Regions from separate parts of the Mus musculus genome. Here region 1 is linked to region 2. The links are chromatin contacts, called in public promoter capture Hi-C maps. All regions are on one chromosome and are shown on one strand. Each heading gives the region's core, a stretch centred on a gene start, on an enhancer-like site or on the middle of the called end of the contact. The rest is flanking DNA. Distances are from core to core; before and after follow the strand shown. Region 1 overlaps 2700003A03Rik (a long non-coding RNA gene). Region 2 holds the start of Asb18 (ankyrin repeat and SOCS box-containing 18).

Evidence for each region. Promoter capture Hi-C pulls out the DNA fragments that hold promoters and counts their contacts.
Region 1: a contact with region 2 is called in a promoter capture Hi-C map of embryonic stem cells, with 3 times the contacts expected there. The contact joins the enhancer-like site here to the promoter of Asb18 in region 2. A contact is called at or near these places in 6 of 39 promoter capture datasets (embryonic stem cells, stem cell-derived epiblast-like cells and trophoblast stem cells), 1 of 15 datasets of contacts at CTCF or cohesin (embryonic stem cells), 1 of 484 Hi-C or Micro-C datasets (embryonic stem cells) and 1 of 9 other capture datasets (embryonic stem cells).

The regions. Positions count from the first base shown.
Region 1 is chr1:90,282,231-90,284,930 of GRCm38.p6, forward strand. 2700003A03Rik (a long non-coding RNA gene) reads left to right here. Exons shown (of 4, transcript XR_003947931.1): 3 at 831-1,625. Among named protein-coding and RNA genes, the nearest start is that of 2700003A03Rik, 11 kb to the left of the region's middle. Within about 2 kb of position 1,276, at least 31 of the 459 cell types and tissues checked have an H3K27ac peak or open chromatin away from gene starts, as enhancers often do. A contact at or near this core is called in embryonic stem cells, where this site is marked.
Region 2 is chr1:90,013,398-90,016,097 of GRCm38.p6, forward strand. Asb18 (ankyrin repeat and SOCS box-containing 18) reads right to left here and starts at 1,269. Exons shown (of 5, transcript NM_001355134.1): 1 at 976-1,269. The coding sequence starts at 1,180.

The DNA.
Region 1 (2,700 bases), core at 26-2,525, 270 kb after region 2:
AAAATAGTAAGGAGAATTCTGAATAATTAAATTATAGACAAGAGTCCGCTTACAGTCTACAAAGGAGAGGTCTTCTAACTTTCCCCGGGACATTTACAAAACCTGACTATATATTGAACTACTTAGAAATTTCAATAAATTCCTAAGACCAGAACATGCCATCTGAATTCTCTGACCACAGTACAATAAAACTAGAGTCCAATAATGGACGTATAAACAGGAAAGTGCGGCCACTGGAAAATTAAAACAAAGCAACACAAAACAAAACATTCCCGAGTAGATACAGGGTCAGAGATGCAATCGGGATCACAGTAATAAACAATCTGCGTGGATTTATGCAAGAGCTTGGTCCTGGTGATGATGGGTGTCGATTACAAGGGCCGGAGCAGGAAATGTAGGGGCTGTCTAAAACATCCAAGAAGGGGGGCTGAGTGGGAAGGATTCCACATGGCCATTCAAACATCTTTATGGGTGGGAAGAAGCTCATGACATTTCCAGTCAAAAAGCCAGATAAGCGAATTCATCTACTCAAACTGTGGCCACTGTCCACCTGGGAGTAGTAAAGAAACGTTCGCGTCTATTTACGTGTGGCTATGCATCTTTCTTTTGCTCTGGGATGTTTTGTACATTGTCTCGATGAGGATTAATTACGCACCCAAACAAACAAACATAGAAAGGGGCGGGTGTGGACAAGAGTAGGGATCTGACATATAGCAGTTGATTTCCCATGGGCAAAGGAAATGGGCTCTGAAGTCACTGTGTGGGGCTTTGACCAAATGGAATAGTTTATAAAAGCTATAGTAGCAACCGTGTTTATTTTCTCTGCGCAGGCCCTTGTTGACAGCTTTCACTGTTCAGACGGTGATCACAGGCGGATTGCTTGTGGGCCTCCGTTCCTGATTCCTGAGGTGAGCTGGCAATCTTCAGAAATACCGAGGCGTGTGTAAACAAGGTTATTGGTGACTGCAGGGTGAGACCGCCTACAACGCCCCCAAACACGCCTCAGTGCAGAATGTACTTGCAGAAATTTGGCTGGCAGTTCAGATCATTCAGACACCATCCTTGAAGCTTCATTACCAGGGTAGATGTGCATCAAAGACCCCGACTGAGGACACATCAGTGGACTCACCCAGTGGGAATTATCTCCTCCCCAAAGCTTCCAGTCCAGGGCTGGCTGCTCCGAGCTGGGCCAATCAATTTATCTCCTGATGCATGTCATTATCCTTTTGCATGTCTGTGCCAGAAAGTTTTGTAAATGTGAACCTGGCGAAGCGGAATCCTTTGCAAAGGAGAGTTGCAGGGAGCAACAAGGTCAATGTCAGGGAGGCAGAGGGTCGGTGACCACATGCTAAGAAGGGGTGGGGAGAGGTCCTCAGCTTTGCTGAATGCTCTGCCAGGGAGTAGCCCTTTGCCATTGAGACTCCCTGTTGAGACTTCTGGGATTCTGTTACAGGCAACTGAGTGATTTAACAACCAGGACAAATATACTGTGCTTGGAACGGAAAAAACCCCGACTTCTACATTTGGATTCTCAGAGCCGTGCTAACCAGATGTAAAATGCAGGGAGAGGCACCATGGTGATTGAGTTTTCATCTTTGAAACACAACAGCATGCCAATCTTCTATGTGAGTTGGAAACGGGTTTCTACAGAACAGGAAATAGGTACCACTGCGGGTTTACACAATTAAAAAAAAAAAAAAAAAAAAAAAAACATTTGCAGGACTTGGTGGCAATCAATACCCAGTTTGGGAAACCTGACTCTGAACTAGCAGCGCAAAACAACTGGAAGCATCCAGTGAAGAAATGGGGTACATGGGTGCAGCTGAAACCAAGGAGTGGTGACAGTTCCTAAGAAGAGATAAAGGGACAGGGAGTGCCTGGGAACGTCTGCCAGCACCACCACCTAGTGCAGCAGGGTTTGACAAAGACACAGACCGGCCATCCACTTACACTTGACTTTCAGATAAACATTACACTGTTTAGAATAAGCAAATGCTAAATATTTCAGGAAATACAGACATGCTCCTATGAGTTTTCCTTATGTACACATACATAAAATAAATAAAAATATAACAACAACAAGACCCCAACATAATCTAAGCCATTTCCAATTTTCCTTCACTTTTAGTCCTACACACTATCACCATAGTAACCATGACGATTGCCATAGTAACTGTGTTCCTTTCTGTTTTGCTGAGTTGATAATCTGAGTTAGCTAGTTCTCTCTTTACCTCTTAATACTCTTATCTCAAAAATGCCTCAGTTTTCACAAGTAACATTCATGGACTCACACCTCTCCCCCTTTAAGACATTCTTCACCTTCACAACTCTGTTTTCTCTGATTCCTTCTTGTCAAAACAGATCATTAGAAATGTGCTCCGGGCCAGGAGAATCGCAGTCCTGCCCATGTCTTGTGATTTGGCATTGCAAAGGGCTCCAGCACATCGTAGGCAGAACCCTCACAATCCTGCCTCTAAGTGGAGCCAGGAAATGTTCCCTAATGCCCATCAATTTCTGTAAGGAAGTAGGGAACAAGGTTTCCTGGCAGACTGCAGAGTAGAAACTTGAGTAAATGCTCTTCTGTGTCCAACCTAAGTAAATAACAACGTCAAATCTAGAAACACTCTCCAGGAAACCTGCTCAGTTTATGCATTAAAGACGAGATCTGTGTTGGCAAGATGGACCAGCTAGTAAAGGCTG
Region 2 (2,700 bases), core at 19-2,518:
GTGATACGCATGTGTGTAAGTGTTGCTGAAGACGACTTCACCTGTGCCAAATCCTAAGAACAGTACCACAGTGGACCAGAGGGGGGCGCTCACTCATTCTTGGTATCTACAACTCACAGAAACTGTCAGAGCAAAAGCCACCAAGACCTGATACAAGGAAGTGCTTCTGTAGGTAGCCTGTCTAGTGGCTGCCTGTCTAGTCCAAACAGATGTGGCCCTGGTGACTTACATATTTATTCTGCAGTTGTGGGGATGGAACCCAGAGTCCTGGACACGCTAAGCAAGCACTCTATCACCCAGTGACAGCTGAACCCTCAGCTAAGGATCTTTGCACCGTTGTCTCTGGTAGTTCTTGGCTACTTGTGGTTTGAGTGAAAATGACCCCCATAGGCCCATAGGGAGCGGCCCTATTAGGAGGCATGACCTTGTTGGAGTAGGGGTGGCCTTGTTGGAGGAAGTGTGTCACGGGGGGGGGGGGGTGGGCTTTGAGGCTTCAGAAGCTCAAGCCAGGCCCAGTGTTTCTCTCTTTCTTCCTGCTGCCTGCCAATCCAGATGTAGAACTCTCAGCTACCTCTCTGGCACCGTGTCTGCCTGCAAGCCACCATGTTCTCCGCCATGACAATAATGGACTAAACCTCTGAACTGTAAGCCAGTTCCAATTACATGTTTGCCTTTATAAGAGTTGCTGTGGTCATGGTGTCTCTTCACAGCAGTAGAAACCCTAACTAAGACATATCTTTACAGCTTCCCCTTGCCACCCACCCTTGAACATACCCACAAAGTACTGCCAACACAGTGTCTACCTGCCAACACAGCTGCCGTCTTGGAGAGTCTCTCCATTAGTTATTTAGTTTAACACATAGCTATATAAGAAATGGATAACAAGGGTATGTCACCCTGTTGGAACCCTTGCCCCTGTCTCCAGAGCAGACCCCAGCATGCATTAGTAATTGGCCTGTGGCCTCCTGTGGTTACCTAGCAGTACGCCCGTGGGCAGCTCGGCTGAGGGCTCCTTCATCCAGTCATCATTAGCAAGTTCTATTACGGCGTCCACAGGCTCCACCTCAGTGCAGATCAGCTTCTGTACAGTGTCCTCGTCCCCAGTGGCCAGAGCAGACTTTAATCTCCTCACTATGTCTGAGCTGAGGGGGTAATCTGGGGGCGAGTCCCAGCTGGACATTGTGGTATCTCTCCCTGTGCAGGGCCAGCCTTCTTCTCTTCCTCTAATGCATGCCCAAAGTTAGCCCTGTCCCCAGAGCAGGACAGATGGCTATAAATAGAATCAGGGCTGGGTTACCGTCAGCTGGGAGGGACACGCTGCTTTCACCTTGCCTTCAGGGCCGAGGAGGCCTCTTCCAGGGCCTTACTGTGCAGGCTGCTGGAGAGATGGCCACTGGCCCATTCTGTGTATTTGCAGAAGTAGCAAAGCTCTTTAGAGGTGACTTTGTTTACTTGAGAGGGTTGGATAGATTACGTTTCTCACTGCTATGACCAAATACCTGACTGGAAGCAACTTAAGGGAGGGCTGATTTTGGCTCATAGTTGGAGGGGCTACAGTCCATCACCTTTGGGAAACCATGGTGACAGGAGCATGAGGCAGCTGGTCACATGACCTCCACAGTCATGTAGCATAAGCAGAGAGGACAGGGGATGAGGCTAGCCCCTATGACTCACTTCTTCCATGGACTCTTCACAATCTTCCACAACAATGTCACCAGCTGGGGACCACTTATTCAAACACACAGGCCTTCGGGAACATTCTACATCGAAACCACACCACTAAGTAGCTTGGGCTGAACTCATCCTCCTGCCTCAGCCTCTGGATTGACGACAGTCATGTGCCTTACGCACAGCTCAAAGATGTTGTTGAAGGCCACAGTAATACACCTGACCTGGTCTTGGGCCTTCTGCTGTATTGAGGCAGGGCATATGCTGATAGTCTGTATTATGTATTTACTGTTTGATATATAGACATGTGGTCCAGGATGGCCTCAAACTCCCAATCCTCCTGCCTCCTCCTCCTCCCGGGTACTGGGATGACAGTCTTGTGCCACCATCTCTAGATTTATGTGGGGCTGCAGACGGAATTCAGTTCCTCCCAATGCTAGGCAAGTGCTCTATCCACCGGGCCCCATCCCCAGAGCTGGCCTTAGTGTGTTGAGTGTATGCTCTCACAGGCAGATGATTTGTTGTGAGGCCAGGGAGTGGCCTCGGGGACTGTGAATGTGGGGGAAGGACTGTATAGAAGCAGTGGCACTGTGCAGGGCTGCCATCAAGCCCCAAATCAGAAGGGAGGTGAGGGCCCAACACTTGTTAGGCAGATAATAGGATGACAGTGTCTCAAAATACGGCCCTCGCCGATCTTAATTACCCAGCGATCTGCTGGGTGGCTAATCAGCGGCACATGCACTATGCTAATGACCCCGGCTAATTCTGTTATAATGTAATCCTTTATCAAGTCTGTGATGTATAAATTAGGAATTGAAATGTAAGTAACGCAAATTATATTTAAGGCAACAAGCATTTCTTTATTTCAGTGTGACAACTCCTTGTCTTTGCTTCTTTCTCTTGTGGATGAACTTTTCCTTGTCCCCATCCTTTATGATGTGAGAAGGAAAGTCAGTCACTCTAGCTGCCCCTGTACCCGACCCCACTTATTTCTTAGACACCACGGATTTTGCTTTCTCCTTCAGTGGTTGT